Regions from separate parts of the Macaca mulatta genome. Here region 1 is linked to region 2. Evidence: chromatin contacts called from public Hi-C data. All regions are on one chromosome and are shown on one strand. The core of a region is the stretch at or near the end of the contact, and the rest is flanking DNA. Distances in the headings are between cores, read along the strand shown. Region 1 overlaps ARHGAP35 (Rho GTPase activating protein 35). Region 2 holds the start of ARHGAP35 (Rho GTPase activating protein 35).

Region 1 (6,437 bases), core at 531-3,030, 140 kb before region 2:
GGGCCGCATATGTGTGTGCCCACTGCCATCTGTCTCTGTCCACACAGGGCCTGGCTATCTGTGAAATTAATGACCCCGTGCGTGGGTGTGAGGAGCACCCCCGTGCCCTCGGGCAGCTATCTGGACAGATCAAAGGAAGGCAGGATCCCAGAACCAGCAACGTCCCAAGGCAGCTGGTGAACAAGAGCCCAGAGAGCAGCAGGGCCGCCTCCTGGTAACCTAGGCTACACTGTTATCTCTAGCTCCAACGGTCTCATCTGTCAAAAGGAAAGGCCGAGACAATGAGCCGGCATCCTGAACCATGTTCGGGTCACACATCCCCTTCGACAATCTGACGAAAACGACTGGTCTCTCCTTAAATTAAAAAGACTGAATTTTACGAGCTATTACAGGGAGTTAATGGGGACCCTGGAGCCACAGGTCCTTTGGTCCAGACCGTCTGGCTTGAGATGGAGCCAGCTCTAGCACCCCTTCCAGCACAAAAGTCATAGGGCAGGGCCTGTGGACACCGGCTGGATGGAGTCGACTCAAGATAGGCAGGGAGGAGGGAGTCACCAGAGACAGGGGAGACACCAGGCAAGAGTGACTCCTGAAGGCGGGGGTGGGCTACAGGGAGGAGACAAGACAGGCAGCGCAAGCCTCTTCCTCTGCCTCCTGAAACCCTGGCCCGTCTCCCCTGTGAAGCCCTCTTCCTCGAGCCTTCCCCGCTGGGGTTTGTGCACTTCAAGCTCAGCTTTGCTCTGTCTTCAGAGAACTTCACTTGCACCCATGGAGGCAGGGACTCAAGCCCCAGCTTGTTGCTCCCTAGCGGTGTGACCCTGGGCAGGCTGTATCACCTCTGAGAAGCTGTTTCCTCCTCTGCAAAATGGAGATGTATTGTAATACCATCTTCCTCAAAGGAAGATCAGCAGTGGGAATCAAATGCCTCGTGGAGAGCAGGGCCAAGCCTAGGCAGGCACCCAGGCCATGGGCGGTGCGGTTGCTGCTGCTGTTCATTTCTGAATCTCCCACGCATCACCTTGAGTGTGGTAGGAAAATAACTGGCAAATAATCACAAACGTCTCTATTTTGCGGGTACATTTTCAGCAGTGTTCAATATTGTGAAATTCTGGAGCTAACAAAACCATTTGCTAGTGACCTTGATACTTGTTGTGATGGGATTTGAAACTGGTTCCAAGGCCTGAACATATAGAGACACAATTGCTCTCAGGGATTAAGTAGAAAGAGCTGGTCAAGTTGATGTAGCCATGGAAACCCCAGCCAGTCTGGGAAGAGCTACTTTGGGGCATGATCATCTTTTTTCCATAATATCCCTTAACACTACTAACTTTTACACTGCCTGGTATATGTGGCTCAGTTGAACCTGGCCCTGCAACATCCACAGCCTAGCTTTCCAGTCAACTTCTCTGGCCCAGAGAGGTGCCATTGTCAGCAAGATCTTCTCCTCTCCCACCCCCTTCAGTCAGGTTCAAGACAACGGAGCCCCCGCTGAGTACCATGAGGGACAGGAAACACACAATGGGAAGAGGAAGTGGGAAACCTCCACCCTTTCCCAGGCTGCTGCAGTAGCGGCCGCAAGAAGCCACCTCCTGAGCAGTGGAAGCTGCTGTGGGAAGGGCAGCTGATTCCCTATCAATAGCACCTCCCGTTCCTGCCGGCCCCCCAACCCTACACAAAAAGATGCTGTGTCAGCAGCTCCCGCAGAAACAATGGGGTTCTGCCGGGTGGCAGGATTCCACGCACCTCTAGATGGCGCCAAGTCAAGACAAATGCAGACAGGAATTCCCGGCTTCCAGCCTTTCCTAACTTCCACTGTGAGACAAGCTTCCGTGGAAAGAAAGCTGGCTCCAGAATAGAGATTTCCCATGCGACTTCACATCTGTGCCTGCCTGGAGCCTCCTGGAGAAGTGACTGCTGGGAAAGCCTCTATCTTCCGACAGCAGGATCAGGGGAGAAGCCGGCAATAACTGCTCTGGAGAAACCCTGACTCCCGTCTTCAGAAGGCAGGCTACTCTATGACCGTCCCAGGAGTACCATGCTCTCCTGCCCCATCCCTGTGGGCTTAGCTAGGTCAGGCGCTAGGAACAATTCCAGTCAGCTAAGAGAGTGTGGACAGAATAAGGTGAAAGTGGCATCCAGACTGTGAAAACAGACACCACAGGAAGTGCAGACCCTGGAAGGGTGACCTTGGAGGTCCCGCAGCCCCTGTCACTACTGAGGCTCTGACAGTTCAGGGGTGGGCTTCCTCCACACCTGTCTCCCTTAGATGCTACTTAGAGTCAGTGACCCAGGACTCGGGGTCACGCTGATCCATCACCTCCCTCAAATTTCTGCCTACACATCAGCCTTGTGAGTATATGAGGCTTGTTTAAAGCTCCCTCTTTAGAGTTGGGCAGTGGCATGATGAGACCAATGTCCTGCCCCTGAGGAACACATCTCCTTTCCTCTTCCCCACCCTCTGGTCGCTGGATCACGGGGTGGCTGTCATCTCTGGGCAGCTGGCAGAGACACTCCCTTCTGCAGCTGCACGGCAAGGGCTGCTGCTGGGTCTTGGCCTGCCAGAGGCACAAAGCAGGAAGGCTGCTGATGACTTAAAAGGTAGTGAGGGCCACATGGCGGGACGCTCTGAGAGGCCAGGCATCCTCTGTGGTACTACACCAAGTCCAGGGAGAGGCTGGCCAGTGAGAAGTCTTGCCCATCTGGACAAACACCTCTAGAGAGAGGCAGGCTGGGGCAGGAACAGCTGATGAGGCAAGGTGGCACGGCACACAGGATACCACTAAAACCAGAGGCGCTCATTTGCTACAGCATCAAATGATCACTTGGCCACTGGAGTTGTCTCTTTCCCTCCAGAGGCCGGCTTCCTAAGAGGCTGTAGGACCCTAGACACATGTTAACTTCATTACATGAGAGGTGGGAGAAGACAGGTAAGAAGAGGGGAGAGGAAAATAAGAACTACTATTAAATAGGCTGTTCACAGCCTCACTTCTAGGCCTCTCCGAACCAAATTTCATCTGCAGGAGTAGGGATGGTAACAACAGCAGGACACTAAGGGGCAGAGAAGGTTAAGTTGGCCGCAAGCAAAGGAGCCAAGTCTGACACCGAAATCATGCTCTTAACTAATGAGAGTACGAGGGAAACCTGCAACTCTCTTGGTGCCACCCCCAGATAAGCACCTAAGGTCTACAAGGGCAAGAGCCCGATTTGCAAGTCCCATTGTTGTCATCTGGTTAATTCCCTTGCCTGCTGTCCTTCCAATATCAGCTCTAAGAGCCAGCGTCCATTCTGAGGGCAGGACCTATTCTTCCAGTGCTGAGCCCTTTCTCCCTCAATCCACCCAACACTGGGCTGCCGGTACTCACTGTGTGCCTCCACCAAGTCGATCTGCATGTTGTACGGGACCAGGGGGTCAGGCAGTTCTGAGAAAAAGCTCTTCATGGCACCGGCCACGGTATTCACTGTAAAGTCTTTCTCTGCCAGGTCCAGGTTATGGTCTGAAAGGAAGTCAGGAGAGTGAGGCCAAACCATTCCAAGCCAGGCAGAAGCATCAGGACAACTCGGGGCTCGGGAGAGGCTAGAGAAACCTTAAGGAGCCAGGGACGGCCTCAGGACTGACACGGATTGGAGGGGTGAGACCTGTGGGAGTGCTAACTCGAGTTCTGAGGTTCAGGCATGGGTTGGCCCCAGCACCTCTTTCCGAGACTGCTGAACTGCCTCCTCCACCAGCATCAGGGCAGGGATGCTGGTTTTCAGTGCTGGGAGCTTGCCCTCATCTGGCTTTGATATGCCGTTACCTCTTCCTTACTCCTTTCCCATCACAGAAGAAGGAGGCGGCTTTCCTTAAGGGTGGCTCACTTTCCAGGTAGGTCACAGAGATGTTAGCAACCACTGTGACTGCCGCCTCCATCCTTGTCGCCTATGGTGGGAGGGCAAATAGGCTCATTTATTCTCTCTCTGGCCCTTCCCAGCCACCACACCACTGACCCATCTCTTACTTTCCTTCTTGTTGCATACATACTTCAGTGGATTCCTGATAACGAAGAAATCTCCACGGATGGACAACACCACGTTCCATTGTGGGGGAGGTAAGCTGGTACAGGATCTCCCATATATACAAACGCATCCCACACCGGGGGTTCTCCCCTCACTTTGGCCTCGTGTCTCCTAACCCACAGATTAGCAGGCGTCTCCCTCTCGTGTGGTGCCCTCTGCCCGCTGCGGCCAGCTGAGCCCAACTGCGGTGCTGCAAGGTGCAAGGGCTGCCCACCTGGGGAGTGGGTGTGGTGTCTGCTCTGGGTGGTGCCTCCTGCCCTGGCTGCTGACAGATGGGAATGTGCCCTGCTCCAGTGCTTTTGCTGCTGGCACTGGGGGACATGGTTTCTCATCCCACCGTGTGGTCAATTCCAAGAGGTAGAGTTTGGTTGCCTGCCTTTAGGCCTCTTGAAGCTGGCTCGGCTTAGGAGAAGAGAGTCCCTGCCAAGAACTATGTAACTTGGGTCTGTGTCCCAAGGGCTCAGCTCCTCACACGATGGTCCCTCGCTTTCTCTGGTGCTGGGACTGTGAGGAGGATAGATCTGAGGCCCTGGCAAAACAGGATCACATCTCAACCCGACTTGTATATCATGTGCCTGCAACTAGCTCTGCATGGCCAAACAGGCAAAACTCTTCAGTGTGGTGAGGGAGGCGTGTGCCTGGGTGACCTGGAAGAGCATCTGTGAGTGGCGGTGTGGGGAGTGGCCTACATAACCCAGCTTTGGCAGGGAGGGTTCACTGACAGGACCCAGTCCACTCCTCCCCACTGCGGCCATACATGGTCTGTTTCTCAGTTTCAGCACCTTGTGACTTTGGGTCTGTGCTGGCAGGAGTGCCCCGAGGCCCCAAAGACAGTTCACCAAGGCAGTTGTGTTTGCCATGACCAGCTCTGGCCTCGGACGCCTGGCCAGGCTGCGCCTTACCTTGATCAAACTGTCTCTGCAGACTCTCCATCTCTGACTTGTTCCCGCTGACCCGGTAGATGCCTTCCGTGCTCAGTCCTGAGGAGAAACAGGCAGGGTCTTAGGAGTAGGAACTGGAGAGCAGAGAATGAGGAGGGCTGGGCTCGAAGACAGAAGGAGAAAGCCAGGGAAAGTCCATGAGGTGCCCACCACAAGAGAGGAGCAGGCCTCAGCACACTCTTGTTTGATTTTTCTAGATGCTTCAACTCATCGCTCTCCATTTTCTTTTTCACTTAAAAATTTTAAAGTATTTGTTCTTTGGTAAAAATGGAAAGACTGTAGAAGCACAGCAGTTAAAGATAACTTCTGTTCATATTTTGATGTATACTCTTGAGTTTTTCATTTTCATTTAAAAAACAGAGGTAATATATATTTTAACCCATCATTTTCACTTGCAAAGTGTGTTGTGGCCAGGCGCAGTGGCTCACGTCTGTAATCCCAGCACTTTGGGAGGCCGAGGTGGACAGATCACGAGGTCAGGAGATCAAGACCATTCTGGCTAACATGGTGAAACCCTGTCTCTACTGAAAATACAAAAAATTAGCTGGGCGTGGTGGTGGGTGCCTGTAGTCCCTGCTACTCAGAAGGCTGAGGCAGGAAAATGGTGTGAACCCAGGAGGTGGAGCTTGCAGTGAGCAGAGATTGTGCCACTGCACTCCAGCCTGGGCGACAGAGCGAGACTCCGTTTCAAACAAAACAAAACAAAACAAACGAACACCAAACAAAACAAACAAACAAAAAAAACAAAGTGTGTTGTGAACTTATTCTAATCACTTCAAGTTCTTATTCTTTTACATGATTTTAAAGACACCAAAGTATATGACCACTGTAAGAATAGTCATGCTGTTAATCATACAGGGTTGGCTGGGTGCTGTGGCTCATGCCTGTAATCCCAGCACTTTGGGAAGCTGAGGCAGGAGGATCACTTAAGGTCAGGAGTTCAAGGCCAGTGTGGCCAACATAGTGAAACCCTGTCTCTACTAAAAATACAAAATTAGCAGGCCAGGCGCGGTGGCTCACGCCTGTAAATCCCAGCACTTTGGGAGGCTGAGGTGGGCAGAACATGAGGTCAAGAGATCGAGACCATCTTGGCTAACACGGTGAAACCCCGTCTCTACTAAAAATACAAAAAATTAGCCGGGCGAGGTGGCGGGCGCCTGTAGTCCCAGCTACTTGGAAGGATGAGGCAGGAGAATGGCGTGAACCCCGGAGAAGGCGCTTGCAGTGAGCCAAGATCGCGCCACTGCACTCCAGCCTGGGCGACTGAGTGAATCTCTGTCTCAGGAAAAAAAAAACAAAAACAACAACAACAAAAATTAGCTGGGAGTGGTGGTGCACACCTGTAATCTCAGCTACTCGGGAGGCTGAGGTAGGAGAATTGCTTGAACCTGGGAAGCGGAGGTTGCAGTGGGCTGAGATCACATCACTGCACTCCAGCCTGGG
Region 2 (6,637 bases), core at 2,943-5,442:
CATATTAACTGTGCCAGAAGGCCAAGGCTACCACCTCACATTTCTGTAGCACCCAATTCCATCATGAAAGCAAATGTCAATGCTGGAGTTGGGGCCTCTGCTGGCCTCAGAGAAATCTGACAGTCTTTAAGAACATCGGTTAGCCGTGTAGGTGGAAAAATCAGCTCTTTATTCTGTGTTTCCTCTCTCCCTATTATGTAAACTTAGGCTTTTGGCATGCAGGACCTTTTTATGCTGCCAATGATATTAAAACTCTGGGACACACATTTAAGCAGTACTGCATACACAGTTGTTTTTATTCTTAATTATCTGTCACTTCTATATTAAGAATAAAAAACAAAACAACCATTGATACTAACATGGGTAACACAAACTCTAACATAAATTCAGGAAATTAATCATGATATACAAGGCTAAAAATTCACCAACAGAAATGAATCAAAAAATCTTTAAGTCAATAATGGTGAAAACCCATGCCATACATAGATCATTAAAATTACCAGATTCTGTCAGAAAATTTTAAAAAGTTCAAGGAGCCATACAGATCTACTATCAGCCCTCTTCACTGTCTCATATACAAATGCCCTAATATTTGATGAATGAATGGTCCAACTCTGTAGATGACAGTGAATGTTTTTTATTTCAAATATGTCCACACAGAATTATTTCTAAATAAGTACTAAAATAAACAAAGTTTGATCATAGCTCAGTTAAGAAAGTCCTTCCAGTAAATGCTCCTTCACAGTTGGATGGCTACTTTAATATACAATTGCCCTAGGCCACAGCAGGGAAAAAAAAATCAGGCTTTTGATTTACTTAAGAAATAAAATAAATAAACCTAGAACATGCAAAAGATCCCCTTTCCCAAGTTAAGGAAGGAAAATGGTTGGATAGATTTTCTGTAAAAACCACCTTTACCCCTGAATGAACTTCCTAAATCCGCCCCGCCGCCCAACCATATAGTCATTAAAGAAAATCGCTCAGGAATGGTAGCTAAGACGCATTTCTCAGATAATAAGACTAAAAATCCAATCACATCCACCAGTTCCTGGCACCCTTTTCTAACTCTACCAAATCAGGTCACTCAAAAAGCTTAAGGAATGTCAGCGCCCACCCACACACCCCTTGTACACCAATGAGCCCCAGAATCTAGCATGGATCTGCCCAGAGGCACTCAGCTCCTGTGGCAGGGAGAGCCTGCAATACCAGAGGGCAGAAATCTGAGTGACACTTGGCACTCTCTCTTTCAACAAACAACCGCAAAGTGCTTTCCAAACCCAAGCCCTCACCATTTTGAAGACCAGGAAGCTGGAGCCTTCCCTGGAGCAGAGGTGAAAAAGAAATAATAAGCCCACCTTCCCCATCCCCTCCCCCAAGGTCACACTGCAAACCAGAGGCCATTAGGGAAGGCAAGACTGTAGCTTCCCTAGGTCCAAGTGTGGCCATAACCCCCAGTGGGATCGGGAGAATCTGAGAACTGGCATTTCCCCAGCTAGAGGTAAAACAAAATGACTTGTCAGCTGGGGGAAAAAAAAGCACACTCCTAGGGGTGCTGGCTTAGAGGTGGAATAGGAGACAGGGTACTGTATGCAACCGCTCAGAGAAGGAAAGAGGGAAAGTGAGAAAGAGAATAAAGATCTGTGAGCAGCTGCAATCCCCTTTTCCAAAGGACACAAAGCTGCAGAGCCCAGAAATCGGAAGGGGGAGAGCAAACAGCAGAGAAAAGAAAATGGGGCAACGGAAAGAGATCTACCTCCCTCCACACTACTAACCTAGTGGAAGTGGGAGAAATGGGGGAGACACTCCCAGACTCCACAGAGCAGTAACAATCAACCAACTCCCACCTATTTACCCAGATCTCTCAGGATCCCTGGGGATAGAACCCTCAGGGTTAGGGTGCAGAGAGAGAATCTGCAGTCTCAGAGCCTGAGAGCCTAAGGCCCAATCCAGCCCCTTTGCCTCTGCAGCAGAGGGATGGAAAACAGAGAAAGACATGCCTGAAAGGGGAAGTGCTCAATGGGGAATGGGTGGGCCACGGGTGGTGAGCTGCGATGAGCAGGTCTGATAGGAACTAAATGGGAAGAGGAGCCTGACAAGATACAAGGGGAAAGGGAAAAAAAAAAAAAGGTGAGGAAGGAAACAAGTCCAAGACGAACAGAATTGGGAGAGGGATATCAAAGGTGAGTAAGGGGAGTGAGAATCTATCACAGCACTGAGGCAGCTCCAAGAGGAAGGTGGGGGGGATACATAGGAAAGAATGATTAAGAAGACATCTTAATGTCACAATTGGAGGGAGTGAGAACTCCAAAAGAAGACAAGAGGCAGGGCAGTGGACGGTGGGCAAATAAAGCAGAGTGAAGGGTGAAGGCTGAATCAAAATGGTGGGGGGAAGAGAATGTCATGTGGAAAACTTAAGACTCGGGAGGGAACAGAGAGGGGACACAGTGACAAGAACCCCAGTGTTAAAGGACCGCTCCAAGCGCGGACGGCAATACAGAAGTTAAAAACCGGTCTAAAAACATGCGGGCAAGTGGACAGCTCCGAAACAGCCGAGCTGGGGAGGGAAACACTAAATAGAGGATGGGGCAGAATTGAAAAAAACGAGGAGAAAGTGCAGGTACAAAATGGATCTAGGGGCAGGTCTGTGAGATGCACAACGGGAAGGGGATGGGTGACCAGCCCGGGAGGTATCAGAGGTATAGTGACGTTAAAGGGCATGTCTAAGGGCTAAAACGGGGAGGAGAGGAGTTGGAGCAAAGGGGACAGGAAGCAGTTTTTAGGCAGAGAACTGAAGGAGATACAGGCCAAAGAAAGGAGTAGCAAATGCATGCAGTAGCTCAGAGAAGTGCCAAAAAGGAGGTGGGGGAAACAGGAAACCTCCAAGAGAACACTGGGGCTGAAACTGAAGGCAGTCTGAGTTAGGGAGAGATCAGTTGAGTGAACAGCAGAAATGGGAGACCTGCAGAGTCAGAGAAGCGGGAAGAGGCTGCTTCCCGGGAAGGCAGAGTCAGAAGCAAGCAGGTGAGGGGAGCGCAGCAAGATCTGAGGTCGGGCAAGGGGCAGAGCTAAGAGGCAGAAAGGTATGGAAGAGAGGAAAGGGTCTGAATGGCAAACGGTAACAAGAGCTGAGAAGGGGAAGAGGCAAGCACGGTGCAGCCAAGTCCGAGGGGATCAGGGGAATGAACTGGGGCACGGAAGGGTCAGAAGGCCAGCCGAGGGGCATCCCGGGGTGCAGCAGGCTCTGTGAGAGGGCAGACAGAAATGCAGATAGTAGGGCCCACGAGGGAACCGGATTAAGTCCAAGGGGAAGACCTGGGGCAGCAGTGCCTGGTTGAACAGGGGTCTCAGATGGATCTCCAAGGGGTTGGAACCGCAGGTCCTAAAGGGACAGCTCCCAGGGTGCAACATATTCTGAGACAAGAATAATAGCACAGCAGGTAGGTCAAAGAAGGGGCCGAGGACAGATCTGAAGGGTGGTGAGAGCAGAATCGAGAAGAGGCAGAAGGGTCACGGATCTCAAAAGTGGGAGCCACAATTAAGGGATGCAGAATGGTCAATGAGAAAAAGGTGGGTCCCAAGAGCACTGCAGAGCCCGGGAGGAGCGAAGGGCATTATGGAGGGGTGGAAGAGGGAAGGGGGTCGCAGAATTGGGAGCCGGATGGCTGAAGTCGGAGAGGCTCTGAGGCAGACACCGAGATCCCAACTGATCGGGGGTGGGGGCGGCAGCGAGGACAGCAGGGCTGCGGCGGGCAGGGGTAGGTCCAAAGGGCAGAAAGGCCCCACGGGCCGGGCCGACGCGCGAAGCGACGGGGACGGCGGGGCCCGGGGAGCTGGGGGGGCCGCTCCTCCCCTCCCCCTCCAGCTCCTCCATTGTTCGCGGGCTCCGGGCCCCGCCGTCCCCGCCTCCCCCTGGACCCCTCAGCGGGGCGGCGCCCGGCCTCGCCGCCCGGGGCCCGTGAGCTCGCGCACTCACCAGCTGGGCGCCCTCAGCGCGGCCCCGGCCTCCAGGATCCCGGCAGCAACGACGGGGGCCCCGGCGCCATGTTCCCCTGCTCCTAGTCCAGCGGCTGCTGAGGCGGCGGCGGCGGCGGCGGCTCCGGCGGCGGGGGGCCGGGCGGACCCTCCCTCGCGGGTTCCCTCCTCCGCCTCCTCCACCTCCTCCTGCCGCCGCGCCGCGGCTCTCCCTCGGGGCGGGGGGCGGGGAGGGGAAGGGGGGAGGGGCGGGAACCAGGGGGAGGGCGGACCAGCCTCGCTCACTCCCTCCCTCCCTCCCTCCCTCCCTCACTCGCAATGGCGGCAGCGGCTGCACCTCCTTCCTGCGACGGCCGCTCCCGCGCGCGCGCCCCCTCGCTACTGCGCGTGCGCGGCGCGTGGACCGTTGCAGGGGGATAACGGCCCCCGGGCGCGCGCCGCGAAGGGACGACCAGCGAGGCAGTGGGGAGAGGTCAGAGCGCGTGCGCACCCGAGGGTCTCACTGCCACCGCCGCTGCCTGAGGTTAGGAACCGCCGCGGACGGTGCAGTGCGCGTGCGCCCCCAAAAATGCAGCTACTGCGGCGGCCGCCGTCGTGACTGAGCTCTAGGCGAGCTGCAAACGAGCAGAGGGAGCGGGGTGGGGGAGCGCGCGTGCGCGGGGGGCTGCCAGCCGGCGCAGCTGTTGGCGCAGGGCAGAGGGAGTGGCCCGCAGGAGGAGCGCGCGTCTCCGCGCGCGCCTCAAGCAGCCGATCTGCCACCTCGCGCTGGCTTCTAGAGAAAGCCGAAGGAGAGAGGCATGGCCCGGTTTTGGGGGTGGGGGGCGAAGGGCGCGATCCCGCTCGCGCGGGACCTGAGCAGCCAATGGGAAGCAACGGGAGGTGGGTTTGCCGCGCGAGCCGCAGCCCCCGGGATAACGGAGGAGGCCAGAAGGAGCGACGTAACGTGGGGCGGTGGGGCGGGGCTGAGAAGGAGGGAGCCCACCAGAGAGGGAGTTGATTGGAGGATATGAGGAGGCGTGGCCCGCCTCAGCCCAATCCGAGTCCCGCAATTCGTCGTCCCGGAAGAAGAGGCGGGGATGGAGAGCGCGTGCTCTTTCTCCTGGCTGTGAAGAAAATCCGCAGCCAACGCGCGCGTCCTTGCAACTTGTTTTTGGTTCTGTGATCGCCTGATCCCCAGGAGAGGGAAGACGGCCTGGTACTGTGTGCAGCCCAAGCCTGTCACTTAGCATTGTGCAAATGACTACAAATCAAATGTCAATTAGGGCGCCTGAAAGGAAAAGAGTAGTGATGGGAGAGGGCACCGCTGTAACCCTTGACTCCTCTGAACTGAGGAGGTGTTCCTCTGGGACTCCTCCGGAAGTACAGATCGTGGAAGATGAGCTTCCCGGGCGCCAAGCCAATATTTGTGGAATGCATGAAGAAAGGCTGTTTCCTATTACATTTGGCATTTCTGCCATAAGTCTCTTCATCTATAAAATGGGATAATAATCATACCTCTCTCGTAGGGCTGCTGTGAAAATTAAATAGATTATATTTTGTAAAGCTCTGGAAATCAGGCCTTGCATATAGTAAGCGCTCTGTAAGCGTTGATAAAATTACATGGGCTTGTTTATTCCATTAATAAAGCTTTTTATATTAAAGGATTTTCCTTTTTTTTTTTTTTTTTTAATGTAGCACTTTTAGGGCCGGACATGGTGGCTCACGCCTGTAATCCCAGTACTTTGGGAGGCCGAGGCGGGCGGATCACTTGAGGTCAGGAGGTCGAGACCAGCCTGGCCAACATGAAACCCTGTCTCTACTAAAAATACAAAAATTAGGTGGGCGTCGTGGTGGGCGCCTGTAATCCCAGCTACTCGGGAGGCTGAGGCAGGAGAATGGCTTGAACTCGGGAAGGAGAGGTTGCAGTGAGCCGAGATCGCACTGGACTCCAGCCTGGGCAACAGAGGGAGACTCCGTCTCAAAAAAAAAAAAAAAAGTACTTTTAATGCATTCAATCTGATTTTTAGATGTTAGTGGCTTGAAACAACAGCAACAACTTTTCTTTAAGCACTGTGGGGCTGCCAAATCGAGTGCATGGGCTGTCATTATAAACCGTGGTGTGTAAGGGACTTTTGATATTACTTGAGGAGACACAGGAAAGACAAGGTGGGGGGCAGTGAATTCCTGATACCCGTACTTCAAATTAATGTCTTTAACACCTATGCAGTATTCCAGGTCTTTTCAATCTTAAATTTGTGAACTGGCGGCACCTGGAGAACAAGGACAGTTGGGCTCACGCTGGATCCCCCAAACCCCTTGGGAACCCATCAGCTCTGATTTACCCTTCGACTCTCAGCTTGAAGTCACCTTCTCAGGGTAGTCTCCCAGATTTGGCCTAATACCTCGTTCTTTAATAATAAAAATGAGTACTTTGTACCAAGCAACAGTCTTTTAAAAATTTTTTATTTTGAGACAGAGTCTGGGATTACAGCTGGGATTACAAGCTTGTGCCGCCATGCCCCACTCATTTTTTTTTTTTTCCTTCAAGACAGAGTCTTGTTCTGTTACCCAGGCTGGAGTGCAGTGGTGCAATCTCGGCTCACTGCAACCTCCACCTCCCGGGTTCAAACGATTCTTCTACCTCAGCCTCCTGAGTAGCTGGGACTACAGGCGCCACACCTGGCTA

What was found. Hi-C and Micro-C count contacts between places; a contact is called where the count stands out from the background.
Region 1: a Hi-C map of fetal cortex germinal zone shows a contact between it and region 2, with 2.7 times the contacts expected there. The contact joins the enhancer-like site here to the promoter of ARHGAP35 in region 2. A contact is called at or near these places in 7 of 14 Hi-C or Micro-C datasets (CD4 T cells, blood, cortical neurons and 4 more).

What each region holds. Positions count from the first base shown.
Region 1 is chr19:59,464,209-59,470,645 of T2T-MMU8v2.0, reverse strand. ARHGAP35 (Rho GTPase activating protein 35) reads right to left here. Exons shown (of 7, transcript XM_028839122.2): 4 at 4,956-5,033; 5 at 3,363-3,494. Among named protein-coding and RNA genes, the nearest start is that of NPAS1, 22 kb to the left of the region's middle. Within about 2 kb of position 1,780, at least 8 of the 40 cell types and tissues checked have an H3K27ac peak or open chromatin away from gene starts, as enhancers often do.
Region 2 is chr19:59,329,023-59,335,659 of T2T-MMU8v2.0, reverse strand. It overlaps ARHGAP35 (Rho GTPase activating protein 35), which reads right to left and starts at 4,192. Exons shown (of 7, transcript XM_028839122.2): 1 at 3,974-4,192. It also overlaps a transcript of AP2S1 not described here.